Regions from separate parts of the Oryctolagus cuniculus genome. Here all the other regions are linked to region 3. A link is a contact called in public Hi-C data. All regions are on one chromosome and are shown on one strand. Each heading gives the region's core, a stretch centred on a gene start, on an enhancer-like site or on the middle of the called end of the contact. The rest is flanking DNA. Distances are from core to core; before and after follow the strand shown.

Evidence for each region. Hi-C and Micro-C count contacts between places; a contact is called where the count stands out from the background.
Region 1: a Hi-C map of an unstated tissue shows a contact between it and region 3, with 6 times the contacts expected there. The contact joins the promoter of TIPARP here to the enhancer-like site in region 3. A contact is called at or near these places in 3 of 6 Hi-C or Micro-C datasets (ear pinna, skin fibroblasts and an unstated tissue).
Region 2: a Hi-C map of skin fibroblasts shows a contact between it and region 3, with 2.8 times the contacts expected there. The contact joins two enhancer-like sites. A contact is called at or near these places in 2 of 6 Hi-C or Micro-C datasets (skin fibroblasts and an unstated tissue).

The regions. Positions count from the first base shown.
Region 1 is chr4:124,200,820-124,204,689 of mOryCun1.1, reverse strand. It overlaps TIPARP (TCDD inducible poly(ADP-ribose) polymerase), which reads left to right and starts at 2,142. Exons shown (of 6, transcript XM_002716323.5): 1 at 2,142-2,370.
Region 2 is chr4:124,020,096-124,023,698 of mOryCun1.1, reverse strand. No RefSeq gene overlaps it. Among named protein-coding and RNA genes, the nearest start is that of LEKR1, 8.8 kb to the right of the region's middle. Within about 2 kb of position 2,313, at least 6 of the 8 cell types and tissues checked have an H3K27ac peak or open chromatin away from gene starts, as enhancers often do.
Region 3 is chr4:124,766,336-124,770,166 of mOryCun1.1, reverse strand. The region is part of intron 1 of KCNAB1 (potassium voltage-gated channel subfamily A regulatory beta subunit 1); the gene reads left to right. Among named protein-coding and RNA genes, the nearest start is that of KCNAB1, 45 kb to the left of the region's middle. Within about 2 kb of position 1,561, at least 3 of the 8 cell types and tissues checked have an H3K27ac peak or open chromatin away from gene starts, as enhancers often do.

The sequences.
Region 1 (3,870 bases), core at 893-3,392, 570 kb after region 3:
GAAGACCTTTCTCTCTGTTTCTCTCTCTCTCACTGTCCACTCTGCCTGTCAAAAATTAAAAAAAAAATAAAATAAAACAGCTAAAGTTTTCAACTGCCTCAAGTAATATTTGAGTTCAGGACCTGAGGAGGAAAGATTTTAAGATGAAACCCTAAAAAGCTACATCTGGAAGTAACTTTTAATTATTAATTCCTGATTGGAGTTCTGGTGATCTGCCTTGAATCTCAGTGGTCCTCATGAGCCATTTTCCCCCAATGTCTACAGTCTTGTGTAAGTTCCATCCCACACTGATGCTGAGCTTGGTCATATGACTTGCTCTGGCCAAGGACACATGAGTAAGACTGATACAAGAAAAGGTTTGCATATTGAGTTTGTCTTATATCCCTTCTTGCAACCTTAGGATTACCATTGTGTGAAGAAATCTTAAATCAGCCACATGGAAAAGCAATGTAGAGAAAAACAAGGAATGAACCCAACAACCTTCCATCTTTGTGCTCCAACATCCTTAGCTTCCATCTTCATATTTTCCACACCACGCTCATCTTCTTCTCTGTTATGAGACTCCATCTCTATCCACATGTCCCAAGACATATGGCCTTGTTGAGCCATCCTAGCCTGGCCATCTGAGACACCCTAATCAACACCCCAGACATGGTGGAGCAGGGATCAACCACTTGTAGTATGCCCTGACTGAATTCCTGAGCCAGACAATTCAGAATCATGAGCAAATATAAGGATTATTGGTTTAAGTTGTTCCGTTTTTGGTTTGGACACAGCAACAAATAACTGAACCACTACCAAAACAATAAAGAACATGTAACAATCTATTTGTTAGAAGAGAATGGAATTAAAAATTCCAAAGGAAGGCAGGAAAGAAAAGTAAAGGAACAAAACAGCGGAGACAAATTGAAAGCAAACAGTAAGATGGTAAACTTAAATATTTGCTTCTAGGGAATTCTATGTATGAGTAGTCACAGATCAAGATCTTTTCTCGATACAGTTTTGAAAGCTAAGGATGCTTGTTTTTTAACCAATCGGCCTCTGAATTCTACCCCATCAACTCCACCTTAGTTTTATCTTGATGGACTTGAAATAAACCTGCTGGGAGGTACCACCCTTTACTCCTCGCTGGTGTTCCTACCTAGGCTGATTTAGAACAGGGTACTAAAGGCTTGGAACCGTGTTCCTATCATCGTTCCCTCTAAAGTCCCGATTTTTCCTATTAATCCCTGTCTGGGATTACCAGGATACCCTGACCCGCGCTCATCCCTCCCCATTTTAAATATATATTTATATATAGGAATTATATTAACTTAATGTAGTGTTTCTTTCCTCACCACCGAAAATGTATACAATACGCGGAGTTACACTTCAAAGAATTTTACAATCCAGAAAAAATGGCTATTTCACACTCGGTGTACAGTTCGGTGACCCCTGGGTGCTCCGCTAGCGCCCTGAGGCCAGGCACGGGGCCCGGGCGCTTCGGGGCCTTGCCCGGCCCGTAACTGGCGCTCTGACGGAACATGTTCGTTAAATGAGTAACTAAGTCCGTATGGTGTGTGTGGGCCTGAAAACACACGTAAACGCGCTTCCACGGTCAAACGCCCTAAGCTATACTGCGCAGCCCGTCCCGCCCAACCGGCGCGGGGCAGGCGACCCCGTCTGGCGGCAGCCGCGGTGGCAGCCGTTTGCCTCCTTTCTGGGTCGGGCGGCGTCCGTGGCTGGGAGCGTCTCGTGTGGAGGCAAATAAACAAAGCCAACCGCACCGAAACGGGTCGTTCCGTTTCACATCCTCCCTCACATCGGGTGCCCAGGTCTACTTGGAACAAAGTGACCCTCCATCTGTCCGCAGGCAGGTGGAGCCCGCCCCACGTAGCGCGCGCCTCCTGCCCTCCCAGCCCGCGCTCCTCGGCGCGCGTAGACGCGGACCCTGCAGGACCCCGCCGGCCCGCGAAGGGACACGCCCCCTCGCGGGAGCACAGGGCCGCAGCACGCACACCCCCGCGCCACCCCGCGAGCGAGCGAGCGAGCGCGCACGCGCGCGCGGGGGGCGGGCCTCCTCTTCCTGGCACCCACTGAGCGCCCGGCCCCCTCACCCCACCCCACCCCCCGCCGCCCAGGCTCCGCCTCCGCGACGGGGCCGCCGGGAGGAGGCGACCGGAAGCCACTTAAAGCAGAGCTCGAGGTGACAGGCGAGCGATCTGGAACGGGAGCGCGGTCCAGCCTTTCTGCGCTCGCGGCGGCGGAATGGCCCGTGCGCGGCTCGCCGCTTCGCCAGCCTGCGACCCCTAGACGCCGGCACCCGTCTCCGTGCCGACCCCTGGCGCGGACGCTGCTCTGGACGTCCGTTTTCTCAGCCTGCCCGTTCAGGTAAGGGGCGCCGGGTGGGCTCTGAGGGGACGAGGGACCCTAGTCGGGATGGCGGGCGCTGGCCTCGCGGCCCCGGTCCCCCGCCGGGAGAGTGCCGGGCTCTGGCAGATCGGGCTAATTGGTTTTTAGACTGTCTTTGTACCGAATTCCCTCGGATCCGATCCCGTCAGTATCAGGGTGGGATTCGTTTACACTTCTAAGTCGTCTTACACACCCAGAGCCTTTGGCAGGTGTACTAATGGGACGCTGGAGATTTTAGACGCTGAAGATTTAGTCGGGGTCGCCAGAGTCTGCCCCTGCCCGTCAGGGCGGGCGGGCGGGCGGGCTGGGGCGCGTCTTTGCGGGCAGACCCTGGCACTCTGAGGCGCGGAGGAACCCTTCGCAGCCCCGGGGGAGGGCGCGGCGGCTGCGGGAGCCTTCCGGGCACCCCGCGCTCCGGGCTGCAGCCCAGAAGTTTGCAGGCGGCTTTCGCGTGAACTTTTTCGGCTTCGCCGCCCGCGAGCCGGCCGCCGCGCTCGCTTGGCCGCTTGGCGGCTGAGTTGGGCGAGCCCCCCGGGAGTCGCAGGACGCTCCTCGGGAGGTGCAGCCGGAATTCAGTGTGGAAGGCGCCGGGAGAGGGGGATGCGGGGACGCCGGGGCTCGAAGTTGGTTGAGGGGTGGGGGGCGCCCGGGCGTCTGTCGGGGCGGGAACGCTCCGCGGGACCCCAGGGATTGCGGGACCCGGCGGCGCCTCTGCACCGTGGCGCGGAGCGGCGGCGCCTCGGGGCCCCGAGCTGCGCCAACCGCCGCGGCCGGCAGGAGGCGTCGCTCGGACCCGAGCTGGCGCCCGGGAGTCGCGCGGCGGCGGGCGGTTTCCATGGAAGGTGTGATGGGCGTCACGAGGTGAGAGGTGGCGCGGTGTGTCGCCTGCAGCGGGGCCCTGGAGGAAGTGCCCTTCCAATCTTTATTTTTCTGTTATGCAAACTAATTGAGGAACTACTCGAGTTCTCTCTTCTTCTCCCCAGTTTTGTTTCCGAGTTTGACAAGGGGCAAGAACAGGAAAAGTTGGTGTGTGTGTGCGGGCGTGTGTGTGTGTGTGTGTGTGTGTGTGTGTGTGTGCGCGTGTGCGCGCGCGCGCGTGCACGTCTAAGTAAAATTGCTTTAGTGGCTGCTCTGCCTTGATTGGGTGTGATAGGAGTGGTTTAGTTTGTGGTGTGCGTGGGGGAAGGCACAGGCCGGTTTGGTGTGGTGGAGAGGGAATACCACAATCTGTGCCAATTGTGCCTTGAGGCAAGAGCACCGAATGATGAATAATAACGCCTGGCTTGGCTGCTTTCCAGTTGATTTATGTCTCATGTCAGATCCCTCCTTCGTGAAGCTTTCCCTAATAATGCCAGCTCACACCGCTCTCTCCTATTTCTGCCTTTTCCTTTTGTGCTTACCATGTGTACTGATAGTTTGTTATATACTGTTTTATTTTTCTGAATATTATTACGCTCTTTTTACACATAGCTTTATGAA
Region 2 (3,603 bases), core at 1,064-3,563, 750 kb after region 3:
GTGTGCTTCTGTCTTTGAGATTTGCTAAGTGGCAGTGATTGGCTAAGACTGAGATCTGCCTTCTAGCTCTTTAAAATCATTTACCACTGTCATATCTGAACTTCCTTCCCAGAGAGCCCCTCTGCGGTGACTCTTCCTACCCCTCTACCAAAAGCTTCAAACAGGAAAAAAGGGTTCTACATTTCTACAAAGATGTGTGCAATGTATATTTAATGTGAGACATTTAAACATTAATAATCTTTTTTTTTTCTCTTCACTGCTCTGTCCCCAGCACCTAGAAGGCCTGATACATATAGTCTATTGCTACATTGATAGAATAGTCCTCTAGACTTTCAGTCATTCAGCAACAGAAAATTACACCAAGAAGGTCCCTCGCCTTCAAGATGCCTCAAGAGTCATCAAAAATTAGTTCTCGCGGGTGAGCATTTTGCCTTGGGGTTAAGCCATCTGGTTAGGATGCCAATGTGAGCACCTGGTTTTGATTCTTGCTCTGATTCCAGCTTCCTGCTAATATGAACCCTGGGAGGCAGTGGTGATGGTTCAAGTAGCTGGGTTCCTGCCACCCATGTGGGGAAACCTGGATAGAAATCCAAGCTCCCAGCTTTGGCCTGCCCTGGTTCTGGCTGGCCATTGCAGACATTTGGGAGAGAGAACCACGGGATGGACACTCTCTGTCTCTCAAATAAATTCATTTCCTTCTAGGTACTTCATAGGCTAGAAGTCTCAACTCTCTTTACAAAATACCATCACCAAAAATATTATTAGATACTATACTATTATTGTGGTATCATACATTACTAATCATACATATAATTATACTACTACTAAGTATATTAATATAGCAATGATTATTGGAAACTTCCATTGCACATCATGAAATATTTGTCAAATAAAGATGAAGTGTCCCTAAGCCTCCTTCTATTTTAGTATTTGATGGACGATGGACAACAAAATTTGATGGCACCATTGTATTTAAACATTACTTTATACTTTTTAAATTTTATGTATGGGATGTCATAATTGTAGTGAAAAAGTTGAATGGATCATGTTCCTCCAAAGATCTCAAGGCACCTGTGATAAGGGTTAGCACTTCTCACACCTCTGCTGAGGTAGGTATGCTGTAGTGTCAGTTCTACCACCCAAGGATCACATGTGAGTGCCTGGCAAGAGATGCTTTTGTTCACAGCTCTAGTCAGTACAGAGTACTATCTATACATCCATTTACTCACACACTGCTTCAGTCATTTAATTAATTTGATGCAGTTTGCATCAAAATGTGAGGCACTTAGACTCAAGTTCTTACTGAACTTCCATCCCAAATACTACAATCTGTAAAAGAAAAAAAAAAAAACTCACAAAAATTAAACATTCAGAGCAGAGTTTTTTCTGCACATGCTGACTAATCTTAATTGTTTCACAGTGACACTTGCCATTGAGTCATCTACAGGGGAATACTAAGGAAATGGCTGAAATAGAAAGATTTCAATGATAAACTGCTTCCAATTCCAGTAATACATGTTATGGATATTATTTAATTGTCTATAACATATTGCTCTTTTCATGTTTGCCTAGCACAGCTAAATACTTGTATTTTCTTTGATTATTAGTTTCCTCCATGTATTATTGAGTTGGTACAAGATGTTCAAGACCGTGAAAAGAAGAATGTAATGGCTTCCTCGTGTCATGGAATGATTTTTTTTTCAGCTCATTAGTCCTTTTAAGTAATCTGACTGTACTCTGACTCTTTCTGAATTCACAATTATTCCTCTTGCTAAAGCATGCTTCCAGAGTTGACTGCATAAATTAAATTTCATGCACGCATATGCAAGTCGTGTGTACTGCCTGTTAAATGAAGCAATACAAATTAAAGGCATATTTTAATGACCTTCAGAGTTCCACGTTACGGTTGCTTTTTCAGTTACCTACAAGCCATTGATTGAAAAACGTGATTTTCAGTGTGGTCTTGAAAGCCGATTTGCTCACAGAATGCAGCCCCCCAGGTTGTGCAAGTCCCCCCCACCCCCAACCTTCTCGTCCAGTTCCTAACCCCTCGGTATGGTTCTGAAGCTCCCACGCCATCGGTTCTGAAGGGACTGCTGCATTCCCCACACCCCTGTGCCGAAGTCGGAGTCGGGGTCAGAGGGGGTCAGCCCAGGCAGCCGCTGCGTGACTGGCTGCCTTCCCCGGCCCCGATGCTGCGGTTGTTCAAATTGAGCTCATTGCCGGGCGTCACGACACGCGCGTCCCCTCGGCGCACTCGGTGTAGCGTGAGGCGCGCCCGAGCCTCCGTGCGGACGCGCCCTGCCAGCTCTTCTGACTTGTCACAATGTCCCCGTTCTCATTATTCCGAAGGCCCGGGGCACCGACAAGTCACGGAAACCTACACAGCGCCGGCCCGCTGAGCGCTCTCTTCAGCTTCAGCGGCCCCGGCACAGCTGCCAGCCCCTCCGAAGTCTGCAGCAGGCTGGGGTCATTCGCCCGGCCACGAAACTGGTCTCCAACGCGGGGGTCCGAGGCTGGCGCCGTCAGCCGCCCGCCAGGGGCCCCTCCCCGGGTCTCCGAGCCCCGGGCGGGCCGCCCCTGCCCTGCCCTGCCCTGCCCCTCCACCGGTCGGCCCGTCCGACGGAGGAAGGTTGCCGAGGCTGCTGAGGCGGAGACGGGTGCAGGGGCGAGGCTGACTCCGCGGCCTCCTCCCCCTTCTCCCTGCTTCCGCAGTCCGAGGTGTTTGCCGCATAACATCGGAAGTGGAAACTTTTAGGCATTAAGACGAGGGCATCACCCGCTCGGGCTAAAGCTGGCGGAGGGCGAGGGGGGCCGGGCGGAATCTGGGATTCCTCGCCGGATTACGCGGCTGAGCTGGCACGCGAGGCAGGCTATGGGCCCACCAGGAAGCCGCGAGTGCACACGCAAGCAGCAAAAGCAGGCGGCGGGGGCGGGGCGGGCTGCCGGCACGCAGGCGGCGGGGCAGCCGAGGGTTGCGTGACCTGCCGGTCCGCGGCCGCACGCACTTCGTGCTCCGAGCAGCCGTCACCCCGCGGGAGGCGCAGGTGCTGGAGGGCGGCGCCTGGCTTCCAGTTTTACAGCCCCGGCGGGGAGGGCAGTCACGCTATGCGCCTATTTCTGGGACAGGGAGTGAGTTCACTGGGGAGGACACGGCGTCCCCTTGTTATCAGAACGTGGGTAACGTTCGGTAATAAAAGCCGCTCAGACAGGATGTATTAAACGAATCAGGAACCAGAGCTGCTCTATCAATCAGCGATCACGCCAGGGCCGCTCTCGCCGGCAAGCTTTGACTTCAGAGGACCGGCGCACAAGGGCAGCTGTGTGACAGGCTCAGAGAATGGAAGCAGAGCCAGGACGGCCGCGCTGGCGCCCGAGTTTTGTCCACTCTGCACAGGGACTAATCAGAGTCCGGATTCTGTGCATGCTGTCATTCTTCCATAGCTCTCCAGCGTTTCATTTTAAAATCAGAGGTGCCTGGTCTCCCTGGCATTTTAACTGGAGAGACTTCTTTACAGGGTGACTCAAAAGCCCCAAGGGCATTAAAAAAAAAGGTGACACGTTATAAGAAACTAAGTTCCTTCTCACGAACATGTGAGCACG
Region 3 (3,831 bases), core at 312-2,811:
TGAAAAAAAAAAAAAAAAAAAGAAGAAGAAGCATTTTGAAAGCTGATTTTCCTGACCAAAGGGCAGCCATGGGCTAAATGAGGTTTCGCCAAAGAGCTTTCTGAATTCACCTGCAGTTTCCAAGAATGCCACTAGGATGCACTATTCCATAAAGAAAAGAAACTCGGCTTGAAGGGCAGCTAGCAGGAGATCAGCACAAACGTAGATCAGAACTTAACTTTGAATCTGTGTATTTTCCTTCACTGGGACAATGGGAAATTTCATATAGTCAGAAAAAGAGAAAACATTATGCCTGGGGTTCTGAGAAGTCCTCATCCTATATCAGCCTTACGGTATTATAACCTAACCCAGGTAGATAGAGTTTTTTAAAGATTTACCTGGTTTTTTTTTTTTGGAAAGTCAAACAAAGGGGGAGACTGAGACTTTTCCATGCACTGGTTCATTCCCCAAATGGCTACAACCACCAAGGTTGGACCAGGCTGAAGCTAGGAGCCAGGAACTCCATCTGAATCTCCCACATTGGTGGCAAAGACCCAAGTACTGGGGTCATCATCTTCTGCCTTCTCAGGATGCCAATCCATATAGGTAGATATTTTGTAGATTACATTAGCTATGTCCAAGAGTTCCCCAGCACAGAGGATTCTAAGCCATAGTACACACGTCTGAGCATGACTGGTGGAGAAAGGATAGGTAGGTTTCTCACCCTCACCCTTCCTTCAGAGAATGTTCTGGAATGTGTGAAAAGGTTAGCTCACAGACCACCAATGTTCTCAAAACCAGGACCCTGCTGTCTGGCTCATGACCAGATTGGGAGGGATCCTTCCTCCTTTCTACCCACTGTTCATTTTCTGTTATCATGGGCTACCTCTCCAAGATGAATGCCTTTGCCTCCCCCAACAAGTGATTCCCCTGCCTGCCCTTAGCTAGGTATCAACTGAATCTCCCTAATATTTCACTGTGTCTGAAAAATACACATATCCACAGAAATGAATCTCGAATGGTGGGAGTCCAGGAGTAGAGGAGCTATTTTCAGAATTGCTATCTAGTTGTTAAGTCCAGCTCTTTTAAAACACTTTTTATTTAAAAAGTAATTTCAGACTTACAAGGTTCCAAGTATAATGTATATAAAGAACATCTGTATGCTCTTTATCCTTTAACATATTGTGAACATTTTGCCCATTTATTTTAACCTTTGCTCATGCTCTCACATGCTGGGTTCCTACAGCTCCCGTCCCCATTTGTTTTCCCAAGGCTTTTGAGAGTCATTTGCAAACCTCCCAAGCACAAGGATAGTCTCTCACATATCCTCTGTAAATTTTCATAATTTACATTAACTGGATACTTTAACCTACCATCCACATTCCTGTCAACCAACACAGTAATTCATGGCTTTTGTTGTATTTTTTCAAAGCCCAAGATCCAGAATTGAATCACATATGGAATTTTGTTGTCATTTCTTTTAGGTCTTGTTCAATCTGGATCAGTTCAGGCAGGACTAATTTTAGCGAGGGTGGCTGGGGAAGAGCTGTGACTAGCTGCACGTCCGCCTCTGGTTGGGAGGTGGCGCTGTGGGCTGTGCAATCACTGGGTGTATTCCAGGATCTCCTGGTCCAAGCTCCAGCTCCGGGGTTAAAGACTGTGTTCCAGGGCTACCCAACAAGGTCTACACATGTTTTCATCTGGAATGTTAGGTCCCAAGCTGAGGAGGCTCTCAAGGGTATGCCGCCCTTGTTGAGCCACGTAAACTCTGTCATCAGCGTTCGTCTGCTCAGCATGTCCACTAGGGTGTGGGTGTTGGTGGTGGCTGTGTCAAAAGTCTCCAGGAATGCACGGGGTAGTAGAATAAGGGTCTCTGAGTACTGGGAGGGGTGGCAGGGTGGGGGCAGGGAGCACAGAAGCAGTTAACACAGGACTGTCCCACCCCTATGTCAGGTTACCATGAAAGAGCTGGGCAGGAAACCACTCCAAGAGGCTGGAGCTGCCAGCTTATTCCAGGCTGGTCTTTGGACAGATGAGAGTATGCGTTCTGGCCTTGGTCCTGGTGAGCCCACTGTGGGAGGGGTTGAAACCACCAGGGAGATGCTCAGTGGGTTGTCTGTAGTCATTTTTCCCTACATGATATTCCTCCTAATTTGTTAAGGCAGAATGAGACAGAGGCTTTGTCGCCTTGGGTGTGGAATGTGCCGCTCATTAGGCATGGATGCGCTTGCTTTAGCATTTGAAGGGTGTGTAAGTAAGGGGTCAGTGATTCAGCCTGCTTGTGGAATTTCACAGCTCTTGGCATGCAGTGACAACACCTGCAGGCTGAGGCCTCTTGTTTCCTGAACCAACCACTGGCTAAGACTAGCACCTCTCTCTGCAATTTCCCAAAAGGTTCCCATTGTAACTTCTTTGTGAGATTGTTCAATTAGCTCCTCCTTCCACTCTTCCTTGTTTATTTCTATGTTATCTGTCTTTCCTGCTGGAGTATGAATTTCATAAGAGCAGGGATTTTATGTGCATGGTTAATTGTTGCATTCCTGCAATCTGACATCTAGTGTAGAACTTAGTAAATATTTACTGAATCAATGAATTATTAAGCAGGAGTATAACAAAGAAGCCTTCATTGTTTGCTGGAAGACAATCTGCTGGATGATCAGACACAGAGAATTGCTCCACCAGCCCGTAATCTCCCTGCCTCTTACTTCCTGATTTTCTCTCTACTAAAAACAGACCGGTACTTGATGGCATTATTGTTATAGGACATCAGTCCTTAAATCTTGGAATTCAAGAAACTTTGATGATGCTATATTCTACTTATAGGAATGTCATAGCCCACTTTATTTCTGTTTCTTCTTAGATATCCAGCTTGTTTCACTCTTTAGTCACTCAGCTGCTAAGTGTATGATATGTTATTTCATGTATCAACTTGCCTGAGCCATGGGCTGCCTAGACATTTGGTCAAAACATTATTCTGGGTATGTCTGCCAGGGTGTTTGGGGTAATAGTAACATTTCAATCAATGGAGTGAGTCAAGTGGATTACCATCCCCAGGGTAAGCCTGCATCATTCAGTTATGCATTCAAGGCCAGAATAGAAAAAAAAAAGGCTGACTAGACCATGACTAGAAGGGAACTCCTCCTACCTAACTGAGCTGGGATATCCCTTTTTTCCTGATTGCAGACTTGAACTTGACACTGCCAGCCTTGCCAATTCTCAGGTCTTTAGATTTGTACTGAAACAGACCATCCACTCTTCCCGGCCTCCCACTCACCAACCGCACCTCTTAGGTCTTCTTAGCCTCTAAAGTCATTAGCCAATTCCTCTTTTTTTAAGATTTATTTTATTTATTTGAAATACAGAGTTACAGAGAGAGGCAGAGATAGAGAGGTCTTCCATCTGCTGGTTCACTCCCCAGATGGCTGCAACGGCTGGAGCTGTGCTGATCCAAAGCCAGGAGCCAGGAGCTTCTTCTGGGTCTCCCACGTGGGTGCAGGGGCCAAAGAACTTGGGCCATCTTCTACTGCTTTCCCAGGCCATAGCAAAGAGCTGGATCAGAAGAGGAGCAGCCGCGACTCGAACCAGCACCCATATGGGATGCCAGCACTTCAGGTCAGAGCTTTAACCTACTGCACCTCAGTGCCAGCCCCATGAGCCAATTCCTTGTAATAATTCCCTCTCCCACTCTCCATTCCCCCCTCTTCCTCTCTGTGGTCCTGTTTCTCTGGAGAATGCTAATACAGATTTCTCACTACACTTTCCTCCAGAAAGTTCCCTGTGGTACCACTGTCCAGCCCCAGCCTTATTGGGTTCTTGAGTTACTTTGACGAGAAGAGGATACTCATGGGTTTC